Regions from separate parts of the Sus scrofa genome. Here region 2 is linked to region 1. The links are chromatin contacts, called in public Hi-C maps. All regions are on one chromosome and are shown on one strand. Each heading gives the region's core, a stretch centred on a gene start, on an enhancer-like site or on the middle of the called end of the contact. The rest is flanking DNA. Distances are from core to core; before and after follow the strand shown.

Evidence for each region. A called contact is a pair of places that touch in the nucleus more often than the background predicts.
Region 2: a contact with region 1 is called in a Hi-C map of retroperitoneal adipose tissue, with 2.1 times the contacts expected there. The contact joins the enhancer-like site here to the promoter of EDARADD in region 1. A contact is called at or near these places in 3 of 5 promoter capture datasets (fetal liver, fetal skeletal muscle and liver), 30 of 47 Hi-C or Micro-C datasets (adipose tissue, alveolar macrophages, blood and 14 more) and 2 of 2 datasets of contacts at active chromatin or transcription factors (alveolar macrophages and skeletal muscle).

What each region holds. Positions count from the first base shown.
Region 1 is chr14:54,985,650-54,993,034 of Sscrofa11.1, reverse strand. EDARADD (EDAR associated death domain) reads left to right here and starts at 2,229. Exons shown (of 6, transcript NM_001243663.1): 1 at 2,229-2,374. The coding sequence starts at 2,344. LOC110256688 (a long non-coding RNA gene) reads right to left here and starts at 4,270. Exons shown (of 3, transcript XR_002338567.1): 1 at 2,813-4,270.
Region 2 is chr14:55,190,291-55,197,848 of Sscrofa11.1, reverse strand. No RefSeq gene overlaps it. Among named protein-coding and RNA genes, the nearest start is that of GPR137B, 12 kb to the right of the region's middle. Within about 2 kb of position 2,723, at least 7 of the 83 cell types and tissues checked have an H3K27ac peak or open chromatin away from gene starts, as enhancers often do. A contact at or near this core is called in alveolar macrophages and retroperitoneal adipose tissue, where this site is marked.

The DNA of each region.
Region 1 (7,385 bases), core at 980-3,479:
CATTGACCCATGCTATGCACAGACACCATAATAAACATTGGTTCATTTCTTATAACAACACCAACAGAAGCTTCTCTCAACAGACTAAATTCCAAGGAAAGAATGAAAGCAGGAAGGTAGCTGGTTTATTTGCACCTATTCTAAGACAGGCACTTTTAGGTATTTTATATATACATTATTTCATTTAACTTTCATAATCCAACAAATTCTTACCAACTCAGGGTTTGATTACTTGCTAAAGTAACACAAATTCATGGTGACAGGCCTATGAGTCAAATCCGGCATGTCTTTTTTTTTTATTTGTTTGTTTGTTTTTAACCAATCCCCATTTATTGTGATTCTGAGATTCAGGAGTTAATTTAGGTGCTACTAAGAAAAATAAAGAATGCCTATTTTAAGGAGTGTTTTAAAAACACTTCTTTGGGCAGCAATAGAAGTAAAAGCGGAAGAACATCATGTGACAGAAAATAGATTGTACGGGAGCCCTTTGGGAACTCTAGTGGGTGACAACTGTTTTTAAATTAGTTTTTTGTAAATCCAAAAAAAGTTTAATTTATACTTTATAGTTTCACAAAGCACATAGGAAAAATAAGGTAATGAGGGGTTATGTTTGCAATTCATAGGAAAGGGAATAATAACCTATATATAGCTATACCTATATTTATATATAGTCAATTTTCTTTTAAAAAGTTAGGCATGCCCTGGTGGCCTAATGGGTTGGGGATCCAGCATTGTCATGGCTGTGGCTTGGGTCACTGCTGTGGAGTGAGTTTGATCCCTGGTCCAGGAACTTCTGCATTGCTGTGGGTATGGCCAAAAAAATTAAACTTAAAGTGTCTTTCTGCCACCCATCTTCCATTTGATATAATAAGAGTGATAAAATGATGAATTATAGTTCAGGGTTTTGAAAAGCAAACCAGCTTTAGAACAATGCTTGAGATTGTTGCCAGCTTGACCTGTGGTTCCTGACAACCAACCTCAGAAATAATTCCATCGTCATGAGACATACGGAAAGAACCACAAACCAAACCTCAAAAATTCATGCTAAGATAAAATACCCTTTAAAAAAAAAATTCACCTTCGTATTAGAAGGCAGACCAAAAGGAAGTTTATCCTCCCACTGACAAATTCCCCAGAGACCTTTCTACCAGAAGGTTGACACACAGCTCCACCATCTTCTCTGAGCCTCCTGTGCTCTCCTTGGCATATGCCAGAGAGTAAGGGCAATCTGGAGAGTGTCATGGGCCTCAGGACCACTAAACAGATGGGGAGAGGCACAAAGCAAGCCCCTGGTCACCAAGACTACTACTTTCCTGCATTTTTCAGACCTGAGTTTTTAGCCAGAGACTGCTTCTTTGCGATAAATTGACTAAAAACTACTATCTCTTCCAAACCAATTCCTAACTTTCTCTTCTTGGGTGCGAAGACATAGATTACTTAAAACCCTTAAGAGAGTCCTATTGAATTTAAATTGCCTCTCATTTTTGTATAATAATAGGTTTATGACTGATGCTAGGTTTAGTGCAAATGTAGCAATCTTAAATACATTCTTAGTAAACGATTCCAATCTGTGCGCAGGTGATTTTTCCAAAATTAAAATTTAAACCTTAGTGACCAATTCCGCATTTCTGAGGGAGCCCTAAGCTCTTTTTCTAGAGAGGCAGTGAGAGTGCGTATCAGGCTTCCTCTCTTCACTCCCTTTGTGCTGCGCTTACCCTGGAGGTCATGTAATAACCAATGCCAAAGAAAAATCAAAATAGAAATTATTAGCGTGTGCCATCATGCAGCGGCGTACTCTGCCTAAAGATCAGGAAATTGTTTAAATATCAAATCGCCGCCAGGCATCTCAGCCCAGACCTGTGCGCGGAGGAGAGTTGTGTCCTGATCGAAGCCGAGGCGAGGGAGCCAGGAAAACGACCTGCGACTGCAGCCGGGTTTCAAAGCTGATAATTGTCTCCTAGCCGGTCCCGGCAGCAATTGCGCGGAGCTCCGCGTTGGGACCTTCTGGGGGGAACCTGGGCCTAGGGCTGTTTCGGGCGCCTACCGCGGGCGCTGGGAACCCCCGGGCACTCGGCCGCTCCTCCCAGCGCCCCGGCCCGCGACACCCGGGCTCCCGCCCGCGCCTCTGGAGGGGGTACCTAGACGCGCGGGGCAGAGGCTTTGCTAATTACCAAGCAGGAAGTGAGCGCAGGGAAGAGCGGTCGAAAGCCGGGGAAGAGAAGGAGGAGGAGGGGCGCGCGGGGCAGCCGAGGTTTGCGCCCCGCGTGTCGGAGCGGTCCACCTCCCCGCCCCTGCAACCCGGCTCTCCTCCGCTGTCCTGCTCCAGCGCCCCACCCCGCCCCCATGGCTTCTCCGGACGACCCTCTGCGCGCAGGTAAGGTGACACCGCGCCGCGCCCTCACCCGGAGCGGGAACCGTGGGCCTGGAGCTTGCTAGGCGCCCGCAGCTGCTGCGGGGCAGTCGGGGCCGAGCCCCCCGAGAATCCCGAGGGGTGCCCTGGGACTATCCTGGACCCTGGCACCCGAACCGGGTCCGCGTGGGGCCGGGCAAGGGACAGCTGCGGCGCCCGGACCCCTGCCCCCGCCATCCTCGGGAGCTGGTGGCCTTGGCCTCCTGCATCCCCGCGGCCCCCGCCACCCCACGCGTGCCTAAGACGCCTCTTCCCTCTTCCCATTCTGCGGCCCCGGCCGCTTTGTTCTGGACCCGGATGCCAGGTTGAAACAAGCCCGTCAAACCTCTCGGGCAGAAAAGTGCGCAAGGGCTGTATTTCAGTTTTTCTTACTGGACTCTCCCTTTCTCCCCACTCACGTACCTTCTCATTTCTCCTCTTCTTTCCTCATTTAACTTTATCTAAATGGTTGTGTTCTAAATATTGGCCCTCGAGGCTATTTCACAAACTCGTATCTAGGAAACTAAGCGGCAGATCCCACCTGTGGGACTCCACCTATAGAGGCCTTTGATTAGAATGGCCTGTGGTTCTGCCCTTCTCCTTAGACACCTGAGGCCACAATCTAGATTTTTCTTTGATCTCACTTGAATTTTAAAGTTGTAAAATACTGCGTTTGTACATGAAGCCAGACTCTTGACTTTTCTTTAATCTCATCTGAATTTAAAATCTTCCTCAGACTTCACCTTCCAGGAATGCTCTGCCCCTGCTCTCTGATAACCTAGACTGATCCTCCGTGGATGTTTGTTGATCACATAAATAAGTGTATGATGTATCGCCTTAGAGCACCCTGGGGCTTTTTCTAGTTTTGCTGAGGTTGGAAAAGCTAGGGAGAGAACCAGATGTTCAGAATGGCATTAATACCTGTTTAGAGAAACGTGTCTGTTTCCTGGGCTTGGGCAGGGACAGAGCTTAAATGTTTCATTGTTCCCTTGGAGCTTGAGCAGTTAGGAGAAGGAGACCAAGTATCTGGAGGTGGATCAGAAGATCACTAACTTAGCTTTCGCATCGGGATGTGCTGGGTCTGGGAGAGTTTCCTGGAGACTTGGAAGAAAGATCTAAATTCTTCTTCAGAGTGGGGAATGGTAAATATTTTATCCATGGAAGGTGGAAAACAAAGAAATAGTTTGGGTGGCCTTCTCCTCCCCATAACTCGTTTGGAAAAATAAAGGGGAAATTAAGGGAGAAACCCCACACCCCCTCACCCCACATCCACCTCCTCTTTGGAAAACCAAATTGACATGGTGATGAGAGGTAAGCTAGATTTTACTAACAGTGGTTTCACATCTCATTAAATGACTACGATGACGGGGATTCAGAAAGATCTTGATAGGGACCCATCGAATGGGGACAAGTAGAAAAGCCCCAGAGAAGGCAGGGGCTGGGAAACACAGCTTAATGTATTACAAACCTCAGTGAGTCCACAGTGTGTTAAAGCCACCAAGGCAGCTAACATGATTTTAGTTTGACAATAATGACACTTCAGGATCTGGAATTCCAGTCATGGTACGGAGTCTGCTTGGCCCAGCCAAGGTAGAAGCTCACAACCTGGAACAGACCGACGTGGAAAGCCTAGCACATGTGGTGGGATAGAGATATGGTGATAGGAGGGGGGTCATTTGGAAGGCACCTGTCTCCTTGACTTCAGGTGGTAGAATCCAGACTTGTCGGCAGACTTTTTGTCATCCTACAAAGAGCAGGGTGGCCTCCTTGTCACTTGCAGATGTTGAAGAACATCTTCAGGCCTCTGAGAGAGACCCTCGTGTCCGTTCCCACTCTGAAATTCTGTCAGTTAGATGAAGGTTCTTCCAGGAAAAAAAAAAAAAAAAAAGATTTAGGAGTTCCCGTCGTGGCTCAGTGGTTAATGAATCTGACTAGGAACCATGAGGTTGTGGGTTCGATCCCTGGCCTTGATCAGTGGGTTAAGGATCCGGTGTTGCCATGAGTTGTGGTGTAGGTTGCAGATGCAGCTCGGATCCTGCGTTGCTGTGGCTCTGGCGTAGGCCTTCGGCTACAGTTCCGATTAGACCCCTAGTCTGGGAACCTCCATATGCCGAGGGAGCAGCCCTAGAAAAAGGCAAAAAGACAAAAAAAAAAAAAAAAAAAAAGTAAAAATTACTTCCTCTTTCTAATATCTCATTTAGTTTCTGTAACCTCCAGGACACCTTCCATTACTGTAAAGAAGCCACAGGTGGGGTTAATATGTGGAACTTGTTAAATGGAATTTTCACGTCTCCACCCCAGACCCAGTTACCCTACCCCTGGTCTGGTTTCCTGCACTCACCTCCCAGCTGGTGTTTTCACACCTACTCTTGCCTTCCACCAACCTGTTCACCTAAAGGTGGCCAGAGTGACCTTTTAAAAACAAACCAGACCCTGTCATACCTCTTAGAAACCTGTGCTGACTTTCCAATAACTTAAATGGTGTCTGTGCCCTGTACACGGACCTCTGGTTCAGTCGGCAAGCTTGCTCGGTCTCTTGCTCTGCACTGCAGCCACGTTGCCTCCTCTGTGTCCTTGAAGACCCCTGGACCTCCTGGCTCCTGGCCTTTATACAGGTTGTTTCTGCTGTCCGGAATGCTGTCTGCACCACCCCCCACCCCCGCCACCCCTTCCAGATTTCAGATCAAAGCTGCTGTAGATCAGTCTCCATGGTACACACTCTTGGCACACCCTTCCAGCATTCGTCACCATTTCTAGCTGTGAATATTTCACCATTCTCTTGCTCCCCCATTAGACTCTAAGTTCTTGGACAGAGTGCATGTCTGTTTTGCTTGACATCTTATCTTCAACACCTGGTCCTGTACCCAGCACATAGTAAGCCCTGACTGAACACTTATCATCTCAGTGAATGAATGGAAGATATAAAATTTAACCACCTATGCTTCACCAGTGGGCAGAAGAAGCTCTTTCCATATTGGTGTCTTAGGAACTGATTCATCAAGTTAGATATGTTAACTGAGTTTACCTTGTAAAGTTAAAAATAAAGATGTTTGTGGAATTCCCGCTGTGGCACAACGGAATCAGTGGTGTCTTGGGAGCGCTGGGATGCAGGTTGGATCTCCAGCCCAGCTCAGGGGGTTAAGGGACCCAGCATTGCTGTAGCTTCAGCTTAAGTCACAGCTATGGCTTGGATCTGCCTGGGAACTCCATATGCTATGGGGCAGCCAAAAAAAAAAAAAAGTTTGTATGTTCACATGCATGTAACAAAGGTGGATATTTGTTGTCACATTGTAGGAGCTTAATTTAAAAAAAACCTCTTTACACTAAGAAAATTTACACTGGAAGGAAAACAGTCATGCTGGTTACAGTGTAGCCATCTCTTTCCATCTCTACCACTAATAAACCATCTAGCATGGAGTGAGTCAGAATTGCCTGTTGAATTCGAATAAAATCTGGCTTGCGTTCATACAGATATTAAGGACAGAAACAAAGAAAGAGGCTTTGAAAGTCTGGAGAGTTGGGGAGGTGGTACAGCCTGTGGCTTTATTGCAAGGAGCTGAGTGCCCGTGGCCACGGAGCACATCGCCGCACGTTCTGCCTTTGTTCATTCTCCCGGTCTTGTTTGCACTGCACAGCAGGGCTGCTCCCTGGGAACTCGGCCCTTGATACCCTCTCAGAACAGCCTCTTAAGTGGCATCTCTTCTCTTAAGCACCCCTCCTAACCCTCCTGCGCTGGGTCCAAGGTGTCACCTTGTTCTCGAAAATTCCAGTAGCCCCGGGAGCAGAAATGGGACTCAAGGGGGAACCATTTCGAGGCTCATCATTGTTTGAGAGGGACCAGCCAATGCTTTCTCCACGTCTTCCAGAGACTGGGGTCAGGCTGTAGTTTTCCTTTTTGCCTTCCTCCTTCCCTCTCTCCTTCCCCTCCCTGTGGGTTTTTCCGATGCCTGCTCAGCCCATTTCTTTCCCTTTCTTACACTGCCTCTGTTTTTTAAGTTTTCTTCTTTCTCCCCAAGTATTTTCCCCTCATCTACGTTTCCTTTTTCACCTCTTGCTTCACCTCTTCCCTCAACTCTTCAGTGCGACCCTCTCAGCTTGGCCACCCTCCAGAGAAGTCCCTCTAGAGGCACACCTTCTTGATTCCTGGTCCTTTCTCGGCTTCTTTCACCCCTGCTCTGAGGTCTGAGGATGATGCAGAGGCTAAGCTCAACCGTGTGTGTGTGTGTCTGTGTGTGTGTGTGTGTGTGTCTGTGTGTGTGTGTGTGTGTCTGTGTCTGTGTGTGTATCTGTGTCTGTGTGTGTGTTGCCCTGAGAGCTTTTGTGATCCTGAATACCGTTAGGACTCGGGGCTCCTTTATAATCAGTAGTGAAAACAGCTGTAGGTCAAAACAAAAGCTAGGGTACAAAAATAATAATAACTGAAAAATAAGTTAACTCTGAAATCACAAGTTCAAAGAATTGCCTTTAATTCTTCACTTTAAAAAGCACAAAAGGCACCACTCTTCTGGCACCTGATGCCTGGGAAAGCCAGGAAGCCCTGACACTCTTCCTCTTTGTTTCTCTGAAAGGCCATCTTTAGAGGAGGTCTTTGAACTTCCTTTGAGAAACTGTCTCAAGGAACTGTCAGCCTTTACCGAAGATGATTCATAAAGGGAGATGTCAGGGTGTGACTTAGCCGCTGTTGGGCAGCGCACCCCCACCTGTGCTGGGCTGTCTGCGATCGCCCCTGGTGGAGAGGCTGCTGGCTGCAGCTCTCAGTCCCTAGGACTCCTGGGGACTCTCATTTGGGAGCTGCTGAAAACTGGGTCTTTGTGGTGGATGGGTGGGTGAGATTTTGCATTTGGAGCTGATGCCAGAATGATGAAAGCTTTGGGGGATGTCGGGTGAATGTATTTTGCACATGGGAAGGGCATAAATGGGGGTGCCAGAGAAAACTATTATGGGTTGAACTGTGCCCCCCCCCAAAAAAAATATTGCTGACATCCTAACCCCTAAC
Region 2 (7,558 bases), core at 1,474-3,973, 200 kb before region 1:
GCTGCTTTGTCCACATATGAGCATGTCTGACACCTGCAAGGTTTTCAACCCACCCTGCCCTGGACCCAGTATTGAGTGAATCTGCAGTCATCATCTGTTGATGAATTTTTTTTTTTCGTCTTTTTGCTATTTTTTTGGGCCACTTCCGTGGCATATGGAGGTTCCCAGGCTAGGGGTCTAATCGGAGCTGTAGCCGCTGGCCTACGCCAGAGCCACAGCAGTGCAGGATCCGAGCCGCGTCTGCAACCTACACCACAGCTCACGGCAACGCCGGATCGTTAACCCACTGAGCAGGGGCAGGGATCGAACCCGCAACCTCATGGTTCCTAGTCGGATTCGTTAACCGCTGCGCCACGACGGGAACTCCCTGTTGATGAATTTGATTAACTAATGGCTCTTCTAACAAAAAATTGGACAAGACAGAACATGACTTCAAATGTGTGTTTAAGATGGCAGACACACATGCTGAGTTCGGACTGTCCTCAGGTCGCTGCCTGAGTCTTTCCTGTTCTGGTCCAAGACCAAGCTCAATGTTTGGGACATTTTTGTTTTTGCTCAGCTTTTTGTTTTGTCTTTAAATGGAGGGAAGCTGTTTATTGGGAAATCTCAATTCATGGTTATTACAAGGATAAAATGTGTTACATCGGAAAAAGCTCTCAGAACAGTGTTGGCACAAAGAAGAAACCCAGGGACCCCTAGAAATTGTTATCCTGTGACTCTTTTTTGTTTGTTTTGTTTTGTCCATGGTATGCAGTGGCCTGATATGGGATCTCAGTTCCCAGACCAAGATCCTAACTGCTAGACCACCAGGAAGCTCCCTGGCCTGTGATGCTTACCTCCTAACCGCAACTCATCTCAGATGAACTGTTAATCCTGGGTCGCAGCCTGTGTTCTGTTCCCTGACTCAGATGTTGAGGCCCTAACCCTCAGTCCCTCAGAATGCGACGGTATTTGGAGGTATGTTCTTTAAACAGGTAATTAGGATAAAAGGCCATTAAATTATCCAGTCTGACTGGGGTCCTTATAGGAAGAGATTAGGACACAGACACACGCAGAGGGAAGACGATGTGAGGACACAGGGAGAAGATGGCCATCAGAGAGCCAAGGAGAGAGACCCCAGAAGAAACCAACCCTGTCACTTTGATCTGGGACTTTCAGCCTCCAGAACTGTGGGACAATGACTTTCTATTGTTTAAGCCACCAACTCTGTAGGACTTGGTTACCACAGCCTATGCAAATGAATACACCTTGCTGAGCCCCTCATTTCCCAAATATGGAACTAGAGCCATCTTGGTTTTGGTTTTTATTTTTACTTATTTATCTTTTTGTCTTTTTAGGGCTGCTCCCTCGGCATATAGAGGTTCCCAGGCTAGGGGTCGAATTGGAGCTGTTGCTGCTGGCCTACACCACAGCCACAGCAATGCGGGATCTGAGCTGCGTCTGCGACCTACACCACAGCTCAAGGCAACGCCAGATCCTTAACCCCATTGAGCATGGCCAGGGATCAAACCCGCAACCTCATGGTTCCTAGTCGTATTTGCTTCCGCTGTGCCATGACAGGAACTCCTGGTTTTGGTTTTTAGAGCCAGGCCCTGTGTCACCTGGAGGATGCAAGGGTGCACCAGCCGCTGATGAAGGCATCTCTGCCCAGAAGTGGGGGCCAGTCAGCACCGACCCCAGCTCTCAGCCATGCCTGGGGTGGGATGGACACGCCCTCCTGGCCTGCTCCTTGAAGGTGTGTCTGCTGAGCTGCAGCAGCCACGGCCCTGCCTGAGAGGCTGACCCTGAGGAGATGGAGAAGATGCCTGTCTGGAGTCTCACCTTCCCCCCACCCCCCGCCCCGCCCCGTCCCTCTGTGCCGGCCCCACCTCTGCCAGCCCAGGGCTTGGACGACTCCTCCGCTCACCTTGTTGTGCTTAAGGTAATGGAGATGGTTCCAACATTTGCAGCTCAGAGGATCCTGACAAATAGTCTCTAAAGAGTAAGATCTTCACTCAGTGGTACCTGGTCCATGGCTGCTGGCTCTCTCTCCCTGCGGCCCCCATGGTTTGGGGTGTGTTCCAGAGGCCCAGGACCTCTCTCACCCCTGGGGGCCCCAGACAGTCTCCCACCAGAGCCACCACTGTCCCCAAGCCTCCCCGCCAGTGACACAGCTCAGATTCTCTACCAGAGGTTGCGCCTCCCTCTGCCTGGGCTCCCCCTGTCAGATGTCCCCATGTCTGGGGCTCCTCGAGACCCAGGTCTCTGTCATGTTGCATCAGCATCTCTGGGGACATCCGTGGTCTGTCCCTCACTCCCTGAGTTGAGTTCGGTCATGTTCACAGGTGGCAGCATCGAGATATCCTCACAGCCTCTATTGCAGCATCACGTGGGATCCCGACCCAGACCGAATCCAGAACAGCACTGTGGTTAAACCCCTCTGCAGGGCGGTCACTGAAGCAGCTTTATCGAAGTGGAACAGAGCTGGTGCCCTGGGCTTGCCACCCTCACTGAGCTGACCAGAGGGCAGTGCCTGGCTGCACATCAAAGGACAGGCGGACGTGATGGGTCATAAAGCCACCAGCTCCAAAGGCCACCGCTGGGGCCACAGAGCCCATGGAATGGGCTGTCGTGGTCTCACCCTGAGCCAGTGGGGGTGGGTCATCCCCGTGATCTCTGGGCAGCAATGCGTGTGGCTCAGGGCTAAATATGGGACTTCCCCGGCTGGCTCTGCCCTAGGTGTGCTGTGCACCTTTAGGGAAGGCCCCTAGCCTCTCTGAACCTTGCATCACTCATTAGAACAATGTTATCTGTTAATGGGGGATGGGCTTAGGAATGAATGAAATACTAGGCATGAAAGTGTTTTATTCAAACATCTTTAAAATGATTGTGGTTGTTGGTTTGCTTGTCTGGTTTTCCTTCAGTCTATTTCCATCCTTGGCCCTCCCCACCCCCACCGCCTCATGTTCTGACCTCCTGGGGATGATCCTTAACCTGCCTGCTGTCTGTGCTCATGGCCAACACACCCTGTAATAGCTGTGCTCTCCATTTAGCTGTTGGCCAAGCTTTTCTCCTGCTGTTCACACTCCTAGTTTCTGCTGGTCTCTTGAGCCTCCCTAAGTCGATACATTCACTTCTCCTTCCGTTTTAACCTCGTGACCCTCAGTCCCGGAGCTGGGGAATGACACAGCTCCCAAGTGTCTGCTCATGTCAGGGCCACCTGCAGCTGAGTCACGTTTGTTGTAACAGGGAACCAGATAAGAGGAGATGGACAGGCTAGCACAACCCCTTCACCACTGATATGAAGACAGCTCCCAGGCCACTATACCCATTGGGGAATCGTCAGCATGGGCGCCTATTGCCACTCCCAATGGCTGGGCTCTTCCAGATCCAGGGCTAAGAGCTCCTGTGCATTATTTTATTTTGGGTTCACACTAGCCCTAGGAGGGTGATCACTTAGTGTGGACAGGAAGAGCCATCCCTATCCGCAAGGCTATATCTAAATCAGTGAGACACAGGAGTTCCCATTGTGGCTCAGTAGAAACAAACCCGAATAGCATCCATGAGGACTCAGGTTTGACCCCTGATCTTAGTGGGTTAAGGATCTGCTGTTGCTGTGAGCTGCGGTGTAAGTCTCAGATGTGGCTCGGATCTGGCATTGCTATGAATGTAGTGTAGGCTGGCAGCTGCAGCTCTGATTTGACCCTTAGCCTGGGAACTTCCATATGCCACAGGTGCAGCCCTAAAAAGGCAAAAACAAACAAAAAAACCCCAAAAAACTAAATCAATGAGGCACAGCCCTTATCCACCCCAGATGGAGCCCAGACCGACCCATCCCTTGCCCCAGCAGCTGAGCACCGGGCATGCAGTGACCTGCCTCCTGCTCTGGGGCCCCATGTCTCCAGCTCGCTGCTGGGAGAGGGTTCAGGCTGCATGCCCTGAGCGGGTTGGGGGGCTCTGACTGCCCTGCCATGGGCATCACAGCTTGATTGTCGAGCTTGCAAAGCAGAAGGCTGGCAGTGCTCCTGAGGCCCAGACTTGCTGAGTCAGCACTTGTTGGTCAGGCCAAGGCTGCTGTGGCCACGGTGTGGCTTTGTGCTCTTGTTGTGGGCAAAGGGGAATAGATGTTCACCTACCCACAGGCTCCCTCAAGCTGCATCTCAGCACCTATGACTTTCCTTCTCCCCAGCTCACCTGAGCCCCTTTCCTGGGCTTTCCCCTTCCTTCCTTTTATTGGTGCTACAATGAACTGAATAGTGTCCCCCCAAATTCAAAGTGGAGGTCCTACCCCTCAGTGTGTGTGCTAGTACTTGGTGGTGGGGCCTTTGGGAGATAATCCAGTTTGTTTGTTTATTTATTTATTCATTGTCTTTTTAGGGCTGCAGGATGTGGAGGTTCCCAGGTTAGGGGCCTAATCAGAGCTGTAGCCAATGGCCTACACCAGAGCCACAGCAACGCTGGATCCTTAAGCCACTGAGGGAGGCCAGTGATGGAACCCACAACCTCATGGTTCCTAGTAGGATTTGTTAACCACTGAGCCACGATGGGAACTCCATATTTTTATTTATTTATTTGTTTGTTTATTTTCCCTTTTAGAGCTGCACCCTTGGTGTGTGGAAGTTCCGAGGTTAGGGGTTGAATTGGAGCTGCAGCTGCAGGCCTATGCCACAGCCACAGCAACGTGGTATCAGAGCCATGTCTGTGACCTATGCCTCAGTTCACAGCAACACCAGATCCTTAACCTGATGAGCGAGGCCAGGAATTGAACCTGCATCCTCATGGATACTAGTCAGGTTCATTACCACTGAGCTACAACGGGCACTCTGATATTTCGATTTAGATGATCTTGTGAGGGTGGGGCCCCCTGATGGGATTGGCACCCTTATAAGAAGAGACAGCAGAGAGCTCACTGGCTCCCCACCACTTAAAGACCCAAAGAAGACAGCCATGTACAAACTAGGAGGAGAGACCAGAACCCGACCACACCACCACCCTGATGTTAGACCTCCCAGCCTCCAGAACCAAGCAATAAATTTCTGTCATTTAAGCCTCCAGTCTGGGGTACCTTATTATGACAGCTCTCACAAACTTGTACAGTTAATTTCTTTATTCTCAGTCCAAGACAGATTTCAAATGTAATTACTGTTGGAATTACTATTATTATATTTGGCTGCACTCACAGCATGCGAAAATTCCCAGGCCAGGGATCAAATACTTGCACCAGGACCATGACCCGAGCCACAGCAGAGGCAACACCAGGCCCTTAACCCACTGAGCCACCAGGGAACTCTTACGGTTGGGATTACCATGGGAGGTCTGCCTTCATATTTCAAGAGCACAATTAGCAAGCACTTTGTAAAGGATCTGCTTCTAGATGCCCTTGGACCAAGTTGAAAGTCTCGATCTACCCTATAAGGGTGGGTCCATTCCCAGGTCTCTGTGAGATCCCACCAGCCCATAACACAGGGACCTCCAGAGCCTGGCCCTCCCACTTGGTCTGCCTTCCCTGCCTCCTCCTCCTCCCTGTACCCTGGTCTCCAGGCAGAGGACCAGAGGATGCAGGAGGCCGCTCCCTGGCACCGTGGGCAGCAAACCCATTCTTTCCTTTCTAAACACAAAGCAATCTCTATGCGCTGCCTCACAGAGGAAAACTGCAAATGAGGCTCTGGGTGTGGTGAGTCCTGGCTCTGGCTCTGCAGGCTGGCCGGCATTTTTCCTTAGGGAGGCCTTTGTTTTCCCTTTCAGAAGAGAGGCCTGAAACATGGAGACACCTCAAAACTCTTCACGTACCACAACCTGGACATCACAACAGACTGGGTAAAGAGTGTCACCAATGCAAAGACTCCTTAAGATGAAAGAAACATGGCACAAGGAAACTTGAGATGCCCTGGAAGCTGTGGATCACAAGTGGAAAAAAAAAAAGGCTCATTGAGGTTTTCCCCAAGCTGACAACAATCCTAAAAATCCATGACTAACAATAACGAGTTGGGAGGCTGAAACTCTTCTGAACTTCAATAATAAAAGCATCATTTGATCAATTGTGCTAGAAAAAAGAATTCTCATTCTATTCTGTCCACAGAAAATTATATTGCAGAATCACTCTTATGTGAAGAGGGGTATGAAGACCAAAAAAAAAAAAAAAAAAAATGTAGGGAAGAGGGAATTTTGAGATACTTCAGACAATGAATAGGTAAAAATATTGCTTTATTCTTCTGGATTTTGTGGTGTTTGTACTGGTATTTAAATGTGTGGTGTGTTATTCTAAATAAATGGTTCACTTTAGCACCCAAATTTGTTTTGTTTTTTCTTTTTTTTTTTTATGGCCACACTTGTGGCCTGAGCTAGGGGTCCAATCAGAACTGCAGCTGCCAGCCTATACCACAGCCACAGCCACACTGGATCTGAGCCACATCTGCAACCTACTCTGCAGCTTGCAGCAATACCAAATCCTTAATCCACAGAGCAAGGCTAGGGATCCAACCCACATCCTCGAGGACACTATGCTGAGGTCTTAACCTGCTGAAGCCACAGCGGGAACTCCTAGAACGCATTTTGTATTTGTAGTTTTGTTTTTCTTTTTTTTCTTTCTGGCTGTGCCACAAGTATGTGGAAGTTCCCCGGGCCAGGGGTCAAACCCCCACTGCAGCAGTGACCCAAGCCCCAAGCCACTGCAGTGACAACGCCAGATCCTTAAGCCGCTGTGCCAATAGGGAGCTCCTGCATTTTTCTTTTTCTTTTCCTAAAGAGCGTTTCTAATATTGAAGAAAAAGCTTCAGGACCCACAAAACTAGACATGGCCTGTTCTCTTGACCCACGTTCTCGGATGACATTCCACACACCCTCATCCTTTTGGCTCTGCCCTGGGGGTCAGTTCCAGCTGCTCTCCAAAGCTGACCATGTGTGCGCCAGGGAGACCGACGGGGCCATCCCAACAGCTCGTTACCCCTGGGAATAAGATGTGGGCCTGGAGATGTAAAACTTCCATGGGTAGAATCAGCTTCCTCTGCCGCACCAGCTACTTGGAGCACTAATTCTGGTGATGAAAATGGGAGCCTTGGAATTCCCGTTGTGGCAGAGTGGTTGGCGGGTCCGACTGGGAACCATGAGGTTGTGGGTTCGATTCCTGGCCTTGCTCAGTGGGTTAAGGATCTGGCGTTGCCGTGAGCTGTGGTGTAGGTTGCAGATGCAGCTCGGATCCTGCGTTGCTGTGGCTCTGGCGTAGGCTGGCGGCTACAGCTCCGATTCGACCCCTAGCCTGGGAACCTCCACATGCTGCTGGAGCGGCCCTAGAAAAAGGCAAGAAGACAAAGAAAAAAAAAAGAAAGAAAGAAAAGAAAGAAAGAAAAAAGAAAAGAAAAGAAAAGAAAATGGGAGCCTCAAAGAAGACCATGGAGCAATGGCAGGGAGCTTAAATGCCTTTCCAAGAACTCCTGGAAAGAACTAGATCTGGTTCTCTTCCCCTGAAACTTGAGCAAAGCACTGACGGGGGCTTCCCTGGAGCAGAGTGTGATGACAACCTGCTTTGGGGAATTTGTTGATAGGCAGCGTCCCATTCTGTTAAGGGAGAAATAAGTAGGAG